Regions from separate parts of the Drosophila melanogaster genome. Here region 2 is linked to region 1. A link is a contact called in public Hi-C data. All regions are on one chromosome and are shown on one strand. The core of a region is the stretch at or near the end of the contact, and the rest is flanking DNA. Distances in the headings are between cores, read along the strand shown.

The links. A called contact is a pair of places that touch in the nucleus more often than the background predicts.
Region 2: a contact with region 1 is called in a Hi-C map of the Kc167 cell line, with 3 times the contacts expected there. The contact joins the promoter of CG10600 here to the promoter of ncm in region 1. A contact is called at or near these places in 25 of 107 Hi-C or Micro-C datasets (the D17-c3 cell line, the Kc167 cell line, the ML-DmBG3-c2 cell line and 11 more).

What each region holds. Positions count from the first base shown.
Region 1 is chr2L:18,445,732-18,451,337 of dm6, forward strand. It overlaps ncm (nucampholin), which reads right to left and starts at 3,226. Exons shown (of 3, transcript NM_136033.3): 1 at 2,518-3,226; 2 at 1,050-2,361; 3 at 1-985. The coding sequence starts at 3,123. It overlaps bsf (bicoid stability factor), which reads right to left. Exons shown (of 5, transcript NM_078872.5): 4 at 4,508-5,606; 5 at 3,786-4,444. The coding sequence ends at 3,903.
Region 2 is chr2L:18,837,264-18,842,869 of dm6, forward strand. It overlaps CG10600, which reads right to left and starts at 2,416. Exons shown (of 8, transcript NM_136069.4): 1 at 1,620-2,416; 2 at 1,246-1,532; 3 at 1-895. The coding sequence starts at 2,130. CG31752 reads right to left here and starts at 4,047. Exons shown (of 3, transcript NM_165266.3): 1 at 3,956-4,047; 2 at 3,651-3,899; 3 at 2,365-3,589. The coding sequence starts at 4,015. The coding sequence ends at 2,666. It overlaps CG33120, which reads right to left. Exons shown (of 4, transcript NM_176059.2): 4 at 4,137-5,606. The coding sequence ends at 4,215.

The DNA of each region.
Region 1 (5,606 bases), core at 1,976-4,475:
CTAGAAGAGTCGGAACTGCTGTCCTCTTCACTGGAGTCTTCGCTGTCCGTGTCCGAAGACGACGATGACGAGGAGGACGAAGATGGGGCCACCTTGGTGTTTCCAGCGGGTGCAGAGCCATCTCTGAAAGGATTCCCCCCGGCATTGGCCAGAATTTCAGCATTTATTGCGGGCACAGATTTGGGGGCGTTTTTTAGGAATCTTCTCAAATCGTCGGTGAGACCACCCAAACCAATCGAGGTGAAAAAGTTAATGGAGAAGCGGGTATTCCGTGGATTATCCTTGGGAAACAAACCAGCTATGCTCTCTACCAAAACATCATCCTTCAGCTTGGCATTCAGTTTGCCCAGTCCCATATACTCAGCTAGCTCCTGGAACAGGATTTTTATGAAAATGCGGCTCGATGACGTGGTATCATCCTCGTTCAGTTGGATGCACTCCAGCACATCCCAACTAATGGCGTCCGTAAACAGGAGATGGGCGAAGAACTTGCTGACGTTTCGCAAACGATTTGTGTCCAATCTGTGGGTGGTTTGATAGGTGTCCTTAAAAATCTCCTCGAAGGGCGGTATGTAGATCTTATTGATGTTGCAGAACCGCTGCGCCAGCAGTCCGTAGAACTTCTCGTATGTTCTCTGTTCCGCACAGCAATCGAGAAACATGTGACAGAGCTCGATTTCTTGTCCGGGTTTCAGTTGCATTTTCATCAGTTTATGAGCACACTCCTCATAATCCAAACTGGAGTTGATTGTTAAGTAAATTGTGCGTCGCAGGGCAATCAGATTGGTTTCAGTGCTGTCAATGATGTCGCCAGCCTCGGCTTTCTTTTCCGCATCGGATCCGGATTCTCCATCCGAATCACTATCCGAATCTGATCCGGAGCCCGAGCCTGAACTACTGCCATCGTCGCTTCCCAGGATCTCACGACTTAGGCCTTTGTATTTGTCCTCATTTTCGGCATAATTGTCGTCAAATTTAAAAACATCTATAAAGAAACGTAAAAATTATTAGAGTTCAATACAAACTAAACCTTTCGTAGATAAACTCACTTAGTATATCTTCCGTTTCGGTGGCTTCATCCAGCATCATCAGATGTGTGAACTGATCGTCCTCCTCAACGAGCTCCAGTTCCGGAACAACAGCCTGATGATCCTTAAAGCCATCCTTTCGAATCTGAAACAGCACCTCAATCATGTACTGTACACGCTTGTCCAACTTTCCCTCGTGCAGAATGTTTCTCAGCATCTCGAAGATGGCCCCAATGCCTTTAGACGAAACCTCAGTCAGTTTCATACCACACTCTTTCAGAAAAGCGATGGCTACCTCTACAGAATCGTCCGTTGGCGTTTCCACCAGCAGGGTAAGGATTTCTAGTGCCAGAATCTCATGTGCCACCCTCTGGTTAACCAAATGGCCAATGAATCGAGTGGCCGACATGCAAACCATCTTATCATTGCGTCGGAACGCCCTACGAAATTGGATGACCAGACGTTTGAGGAGGAGCTCTCCTATGTTCGGAAACTTTGAATTTATAATGCTCACCAGAGCGGCGTATACATGGGTGAATGTGGGCGAAGCAGCCTGGGCTTGGATGATGCTCCTGCTTAGTAAGCCCCTTCCCCTCACGATATTCTCTCTTAGAAGCTCTCTGGTGATGATGGCTATATTTGTTACATTCACTTTGTTTATGTAACCATGGATCGATTTCTTGAGAGCCTCCCAAGCAATTCTCTGATAGGCAGCGGATGATTTGTCCGTGATCTGTGACTGCATCATGCGCAGCTTCGCCGGCGGAATATAGGCTCCTCCAGTCCGAGATGTCAGCACATCGACGGTCTTTCGTTGGCGCTCAGTTATTTTGGCTGCCGGTTCGGTTACGGTTTCATTGTCTGCATTAGTTTCGGTGGTTTCGGTGTGGCGTGGGGTCTTTGAGGATTTGGATTTCGGAGTGGAGGAGGATCGATCTCTTTTGCGTTCTGGCGACCTCTTCTTTTCCCTCGAATCATCTCTACGCCTGCTGCTGGTTGGTTCGCCCTTTTGATGGCGCTTTTCTCGCTCCTTGGCTCGCTCTTCATCGCGTTTATCTCGCTCCTCATGACGTCTCTGTCGCTCAACGCGTCTTCTCTCCAAAGAATTGGATCTGCGGCGGATTGGACTTTTACTGCGACTCCGGGTCCTGCTGCCTTTGCTTCTCGAGCGACGACGACGACGGCTGCTGGGTGATGGACTCCTGCTGGATGAGCGTGGGCGTCGTCGTTTGCCATCCGGGCTGCGGCTTTGTTTTCGTTGGGTTTCTTTGGGTGGACTCTTAGATGCGACAGCTTTCTTTTCCTCTTTAGTCGGTAGGTCATCTTCGTCTTTCTAAAAAATGAAAATTTATCATATCATGATGATGAAAAAACTAGCTGATAAATGATTGTGTTGAATTAATTTCATTAATTAAATAATTTGAATTTCATTGATGACGAAATAGTAAAGCGGCTTAATACCGAATTCTACCCAAACATGATGACTTACGTCGGTTATCTCGCCCTCTTCGATGTGGTCCGCAGTGGGAGGTTTCACTGTTTCAGCTGCTGCTTCCACCGGCGATTCCTTGCTACTTCCATTGGTGGTCACTGGCTGCTCTTCATCCTTCCTCCGCTCTTCTAATTCCCGTGCAGCGTTTTCCTCTTGGGCCTTCGGGCTGTTCAGCTCTTTCGTCACACTTGAGGCTTCTGCTTCCTCTTTCCGCTGGACAGGTGTTTCAACTTTTTTCGCTTCATTTAATTTCTCGCTTTCCGCCTCCGCAGCTGCTACTGCTTCTTCTTGCTGCTTTTCCACGCCAGCAGAATGGGAAATGTGCTGGCGCTCCGAACGAGGCTCAGCCGCAGGAGTTTTCTTCTGCTCAGTGGGCTGCTCATCCTGTCCAGCATCCCTCTCCTTGGCACGCTTCTCCCCCCTATCCGTATCGTCAGTTTTCTTGGCATCTTTGGCGGATTCCTCCTGCTTTGCTTCCTCTTCCTCGCGCCCGCTGCTTTCGGAGGACGAGGACTCGCTCCTGGCGTCGCTGTCGCTGCCACTGGAAGTGTCGCTGCTGCTGGAATTGCTGCTCGAATCGCTCTCGGCATCGCTTTCCCCCATCGCGCGTTTATTTCGAGAAATTTTCAGGGAAAACAACGATGAAAATTATTGGGCAGCAAAAAACACAACGCGGCGATAGAATTAGAGATGGGACACCAGTGGCGACGGTATCGATATACACATGTGTTTGACTGCTAAATCGTATCGAAATTGTAGTTTCGATAGTCAGCTATAGAAATGCTAAATGTGTTTTTTAAATTGAACTGAAAATTTAAATTCAAGTTCCACATTAGAAAAAATGATATTTTAAAATTAATTTTATAATATGGCACTATCGTAAATTTTATAGCACAGCGAACCTCAATATTTAAGGGCAACGATTTTTTTACGACTAAAACAGTGTAATATATTTGTTATAACATATTTGGTTCATTGCACTGCAGAAATTTCGAATATCAGCTCGAAAATGGAACAAGGATATGGAACAAGAACATTAAATTTGAAACGAAACTTTTTTTTTTTAGCGATTTTTGGGCTCCAAAACGGGCAATCGTGTTTTACAACATCATGCGTGCTTCCAATTAATTTTAGGATCTGTCTTAAGGGAATGAATTGAACCATTATTTTATTGAAAATTAAAAATGATAGCTTCATCTTGAAAATAGTAAAAAAGATCCTTTATCGCTCAGTTGAATCCCCTAGAAAAATAACTGGCGCACTTTCGCAACAAAACAACTAAATTTATTTTAGTTTACAAATTGTTTATCCATAGTAAATACTTTAAAAATAAGCTTTAATCACGACGGCCTACACTAAACAAGGACCTTTTGCAGAAACCTCTAGGCCTTGCTGTCCGGTTTGGGTGGAACAGTTTCCGGTACCGATGGCGACACGTCGTCGTCGCTGGAGGATGAAGAGGAGGACGAGCTGGAGTCGTCGGCCTTCGTCCGCTTCTCGGGGATCGTGTAGGGGAACTTCTGGGATTTCTCCTCCACCGCCTGTTTCAGACGCAGCAGAGCTGTCCTGTTGATGTTTTCCAAGGATACGTCCTTAATGGCATTGGCCAAGACAACCATGGCCTTGTCGGAGTTGCCCTTGGTAGTCTGGATGTCAATGAGGCAGGAGTACGCGTTTCCGATCGCGCCCTCGGAGATTTTGCTGTTCTTCAGCTGGGAAATGACTGTGGAGGCGAGCTTCTCGTCCTGCTGCTCGCGAGCCGTCTGCAAAACGCGCTGGAACATCAGCCTTGGGGCATTGGACAGGTGCTTATCCCAAATCTCCTTAGAAGCCGCCTCCTGGCCAGTGGAAATCAAATGCATCCACAGGACATTCATGGGTCCTAGTTGATTGTGAGCAGCAAACTTCTCAGCGAGGGATTGATCTGAAAATTATCAGAAAAATTTATAGTTTTAACACTTGTTTAATAGGCATTTCTGGGACCTACATTGCGGCACCAATTCCGGGTGTTTTTCCAAAATGCCAACTGCTCCTCCGCGTGGGAACTTCTCAGCCAGCTTGGTTGACTCCTCGGGAGTTTTGGCCGCATCGATTTCTGTGGTCAAGTGCTTCAGGAACTCCTCCGCCTTTCCGGCCACTATATTGGCATGACAAAACCGATTGTCAAAGGAAATCAGACGCTTCTGCTCGTCATTCAGCTGCTGGCCAATTCTCTGCATTGTTTCCAGATCGCCTGCAGCGGCAATTTTGTTCAGGTAAAACTTGAAGATCTTGGGCTGCGGGTGCAGTTTATCGCCCAGGAGCTCCTCGACATACTTGGTGGCCTCCGTTAAGCGATCAGCTCGAACCAGGAGCTCGATCAGTCGAGAGGTGTCCAAAGCTCCAATTTTCTCGCCACTCAGAACACTTTGTTTATGCGAGATGGCTGCATCTGGATCATTGGCCTGGATTGCCTTGCGGAAGCCGGACAAATGGGAGGCGGTTTTGGGTGGCTTTGCTGTTTCCGTTTTAGCTGGCTCCTTTTTCGCAGCCTTCTCCTTGGGCTGTTCTGCTACTTTAGCTGTTTCTGTGGCTGCTTCTGTTGTCGTTGCATCTTTCGCTTTGCTTTTTTTGGCCTTGGCTTGTTCGTTTTGGGTCTCTGGCACCACAAAAGGCACGTCAATATTTTTCTTACTCAGGATTTCTGCCAATTTCAAAAGGAAAGCATCGTTTGGTGTCACATTCTCCTCCTGCATTTTAGTCCACAGTCCCAAAGCCTTCTCCGCCTCATCTGCCTTGTCGTAGCTCAAGAGGAGCGTGTAGTAAATCTTATTCCTGTCGATATGTCCCAGGTCCTTCGTGGCTTCAATAAGACCTTCCAGCGGTTGCAGTAGTCCCTCATTCTTGTAACGATCACAGGCACTGTTTATTCTTTGCGGACGGGTACGCAGTCCGGGGGTTTCCAGGATCTTCCTGGCCTGCCGCACACGGCCGCACTCCACAAAGGAGAAGACCAGATCGTAAAGGCTGTTTACTTCACCATGGATTCCAGTGCTCAAGTCTGTTAACTTTTGCAGATTGGCAGCATCTTCTTTCTGTATTAGACG
Region 2 (5,606 bases), core at 1,166-3,665, 390 kb after region 1:
CAATACCCATCACATGGTGGGCATACCCTTGCTCATCCTCGGCAAAGCACACCTCAAAGAACTCATCCACCAGCTCCTCCATTTCATCTGGCGACAATGCGTCGATTTCATGTTGATACAGGTGAACAATGGAGGCCCCGCCATTTGGATATTGCTCCACCTGAAAGTAGCAGCCGTACTTTAAGTTCTCCAAGCCAGCCGGTGGTTTTCGGTTAGGCCTAGGCGGCAGGCTCTGAACGGTTTGCCAGGGTCCAGTTGCTGGTGCATGCTGTAAGCACTGGACGCCCACGCTGGTTCGCCGAATTTTGGAGCGCTTGTAGCACTTGGAGCACTCCCGAGATGTAGATGAGGAGTGGCGAGACGATGACGAAGAGGAACTCTTGTGATGGTTGCTGGAGGATGAAGAGGACGAAGACGATAAGTAGGATTTGCGGCTGCTGCTACTTTGGCTGGAGGAATGATTGCTGGCCGTGGAGTTCGATCCCGAACTGGATTTCGGTGCCGGCGAAGGCATTAACTTGGAATTGGAGACCTTGTCTCCGAAATTTAGCTGTCTGGAAACCTCATCTCGGGTTTTCGCTATCGCCTCGCCATTTACTAGAGGTTTGTTTGGCTTCTCCGTCGATTCCGTTTTGATTTCCGCTTCAGTTTTAATGAGGTTACTAAGTACTGGTGTAGGTTCTGTATCCACTTCTTGTTTGGTTTCTACTGGTTCTTTTTTGATGACCTCCTCCACCTTAATCTGCTTTTCGAGAGCAGCAACAACCGCCTGAGGCAAAACAGGATCTGCCCCTGGATCCTTCGACTTGAAGGAGCTGTTCTGACTGCTCCGGCTGCTGTCGGAACTTCTCCTTCGATTCGAGTGCGAGGATGAGCTGGACGACGAGGAAGGAATCTGGAAAATATAAATTTGTAGTGCTTCATTATTTCTACTTTGATGGACAGCTGTGCAATCTTGTAGAGGTTTACTTAGCACTATGTAAACTGGAAAGTATACTATAAACATGTAGCGCATCAAAAATAAAAGGTTCTGAGAATTATGACTCGCTGTATTTAAGATCACGTGTCTTGCTTATTCGTAGTAAATGGGTGGTAAGACCCTGACAATACTTTTGTTTGTTAGTTTTACTAGAAATTGACATTTACTTATTAAAGAAATGTATGTTCTGGAAATCAGATCAGAGTTTACAATAAATCAACGTTTCTGTATGCGTTCTGCACTTTCGAAACGGTTCCTGGGCTCACCTTCTCCCGATCGCGCTCCTTCTCCCGTTCGCGGTCCCTATCACTGCGATGATACTTCTCCTTGCTGCGCGATGAGCTGGACTTGTGTTCGGCCTCCTTGGAGGATTTGGAGCTGCTCTCGCGATTCCTGTCGCGCTCCCGCTCCCTATCGCGCTCCTTGTCCCGCTCTTTGTCCCGATCCCTATCCTTGTCCCGATCCTTGCTGCTGCTGTTGTGGTTGTTGCTGCGCCGATTCTTGTCTTCATCCCGCTCCCTGTCTCTCTTCTTCCTTTTGTGGTTGCGCTCTTCTGTGGGCGGCGTTGGCGAGTGGGTGGGTGTGCAAATCACATTAGTTGACATTGGATTCGTGTTCTGCGAATTTCGCTTTACTTTACCTGTCTTCTCGTCCGTACTTGTGCTTGTTTTTGTTGTGTCTGCCAACGCGGTTGTTGTTGCAGTTGTTGTTGCGGCTGTGGGTGCCCCTGCAGTTGTTGCCACCGACGATGCTACTGCCTGTTCCTCTTCAGCTGCAGCTAGCATTATACGTGCATTTGTTGTTGGGTTATTTGCGTTGCCATCGCCTGACTGCAGTTGTTGTTGCTGTTGTGTGGGTAAAGTGTTGCCGTTTGTAGTTGTTGCTGCTGCTGTTGGTTCCACTGGCGTAATTGTTGTTGTTGCTTCTCGCTGTGCGCTTGTAGTTGTTGGACTGGCATTTCCGCGGGCATTTGCGTTGTTGTTTTCCACTGCCGACGCTTTGTTTACGCCCTTTTCAGGCGTCTCCCGCTGCTTGGAAGCCCCGACCGCTCCTTCCAGTGGCTTCTTCTCCGGTTTTCGTACATTTCCCGTGGATTCCTTGCCGCCGTTGGCCAATTCTACATTATTTTCGCCACCTCGAGTGTTCTCCATGTGTTTGTGTGTGCAGTGGCACACACACGCGCGTATGGGTGTGTGTGCGTGTTGCCCTACGCCTGTATTGAATATCGATCAGTCGGCCGTCTACGTGACGCCTCTCAGCTAGCCGTGTCTTTTATCTTACGCTCCGTTTGCAATTCACCCGCGCCCTCTTCCACTCGATTTTCATTCGACTGGCAGAATTTCCGCAGCGGCGTTTTCAGCGATTCGCGAATAGTTTTTTTTTTTGTTCTAGAAGCCGTCTCGCACTGTCGTTTTTCAACTCTAGTCTTCAGATGTGGAGCGTTTGTGCACACTAGTCAATAAACAGTGTTCTGTTAGGCGCCATCTAGCGGCAACCCGCGCAGATAGACTTGTGAATGAAAGAATAGATGGATATATCGTAACATCGATTGTAACGTGTAAGTGCGCCATCTATAGGCGAGTCATATTTGGCGCGTTATTTAAAAGTGCACATTTTGTAATTTGTTACTGCCTTTTTAAAGATCAAAATATATAAACATTGAATAAATACAATTTAAATGTGCTTTCAACACTCCCTTGTTATTTTTTGCTCTTTTTCAGCGAGTGGACGCTTAAAAGCTTTTTTAATTAATTCCGGGACCGTAACTAGATACTCCATGAGGGACATTTCGTCTTTCAGAGTGTTCAGATACATGCGCTGAATGTTCCTGATAACCGGATCAATTACTTTGTTAATATCTGCATCAGTAGGACTGTCTCTTAGATCCATTTTGGTAATAGCTGCATCACCAGGACTGTCACTTACATCCACATTGGTAATAGCGGCATCACTAGGACTGCCACTTAGATCCACGAGTTCTAAATCGTCAACCCCTAGGGTATCTAATTGGGCGCATTCGGCAGTGGGATCCACTTTCTCGGCTTGCGTATGAGACGTAATTTGTTTGCTCTTTTTGGGCTTGGTACTGCGTTCTTCTTCGGATGGTACTTCCTCCCTCTTATCCTTCACTTCAAGTGTAAACGCATTCAAGGCCTCTTGGACCTCTATTTGGGACCGAACAGCCGCTCTGAGATCGTCTCCGCTTTTCGCACTGATCACGGTTATTCTGGATGGTTTCGATTGGGATTCGTTGGAGGAGGAACACTTACTGCATGAAGGAAACTTATTCTGGAATCTTTCGGCAGCAGCCTGGCAATGAGCCTTAGCTGCATTAAGTAAATCAGAGTCTTTCTTTTGCTTCTGGTGGTGGTTTAAACGATGTGGGGTTATGTTATTATAACCACCCTCGACCTCACACTGCTCACTTTTACTAGATGGGTCCGCTTCATAGTTTTGATTCTTATAGAGAAGGTAGTCCCCACAGCTGTGTTCTATGACTGGTTTCTGCCTTTTTCTATCATTAAGGAGATATGCTGGAACAATTGCTTGCTTGGGTGTGTAATTTGAACTGGGTTGCATCATCACCTTTAATTTCGACTGGTGTTTCCACTTCCGTTTGTTAAGGTATTTGAAATTAAAAAAAAAAATTAATTTCATTATTGCTGCTTACCTTCTCATTTTGTGCCGGGTGATAATTAACATTGAAACATTTTTTGGAAAACAAATACTGAGCATGGTCTTCATGGTTAGAAGGAGACTCACGATCCTCCCACGAATGATCGCAATAATAGTCCTGCCGTATCTGATTTTGATTTGTCGTATAATTATGTTTGTAGGACTTTTGCACATTCTCTGAAGACTTCATTCGTTCCTTGCGGTAATGGTCCCTTAATTTATGCTCCTTGTGCTCATTGAGTTGCTGCATTAAATGTATTGCAACTATTAATGTTAGATCTTTTTATTCCAAAGACTCACTGATGGTTTCTGCGCCCCATGGTCCTTAAAGTGCTTACAACATTTGTTTTTTTTCTCCATAGTCTAAGATTAGAGTAGATTGATCAGGCGTACTAAATATATTTTTTTTATTGTCAACTATAACCCCGAATACTAGACTAAGCTTAAGCTTAATGCTACAAGCCTCAAACCATTTTTAACTACTGGATAAATAGTTTTTATTTCGCATACATTATGTATATAGAGATTGCCCTCCAGTCTTAAAAGAGAGGAAAGGAAGTTACAGAGTGATGGTTTCCATATATCGCTCAAAGGATCTGGTGATTACTGTGTGATCGGGAGCCAGGTGGGTATCCGCCATCACAGCCAGTCTGTATTTGTCCCCAAAGCGATGAAGATTTAAGGAAAGGCAGGTCTTCGATTGTGGTGGCCGGAAAAGTAGAACATCCTGGACATTCTGACCCCAGGCCGCTTGAAACTCAGCAGTCGCTCCGTAGATTTCAGTGATTGTGATTGGAAAGTTGTATGAGAAAAAGTTGATGAATATTTTGGTAATTACGTGAGGCAAAAGGGATGTGAGAAGGCTGTACTTGGTCTGTCCAATAGACGCTAAGTAAATAATGATCTGTTGCTTTCTGATTCGTTCAACAATCTGATGGAGTTCTTTGGTGTGATTTGCGTCTGGTTGCCTTAGAGGCAATTGCAGAAAGACAACACCCCCGATATTTTCAGATTTATCCCCACTGCGATCTGTGAAATACCCTTTATCTATGGTCCTACAAGTGGTGTTCAAGTAATTGGGGACTTTCAAGTCACCTGAGAACGTATTAAAGTAATCGTGAACAGCCCCTGCCAAGCAAGTTAAACTAAAGTCGGATTCTCGGAGATCACTATTGAATTTACCCTGATTACGGGTCCTGAGTTGGGCGCCATTTATTGATCGGCTAAATGAGACTATTTTCCTGCCCGCATAGGATTTTTTATGCAAAATGTTTAACTCCTTTGTGGGCTGTTCGAAAAGCACTTCGTAAATGTTTCGTGGGGCCTGGAAAAGTTCCCATATAATTTTGAAAAACTCCAATTGGGCGTAAAGTAGAAGGGGTACGTACAAGTGCAGCCTGGCGCAATAGGTGGAAGTATGGGAAGTTTTACCTTTGATCAGAACATCAGCGAAAGCCAAAAACTCACAGTAAATGTGATAGGGTAAGAGCAAAACATGATTTAGATTTAGACGCCAAAGGAAACGTGTCAAGGCCTTTGCCAAATTAGTTGGCTGCATGCTCTTATAGATCGCATTTCTGGCAACCGACCAATTAAGATTTCTTTGATCTAACTCCCTATTCAGCAGCAATCGCATTGTTTGAAAACGACCCACTTCATTGCGGTAGCTGACTGAACGCCTTTTCAGTTTCTTAAGCATAGTTCGACTCCTTATATAGCCCAAAATTACATTCACCAGGACAATTACGACCAACGACATCAACTGGCTTAGGTTTCCAACCTGATCACTGGACGTTGAACCATCGGGGGTTTCAAGAGATTCAAATTCGTAGATGAACTTTTGCCAACGGCAAATGATAAGATGGATTATATGATTGATGAGTCTGCTTATGTGTTCCGGCTTTCGCACAAAGCGGGAAAGTTTTGGACTCGAACTGTCCCAATCCAATCC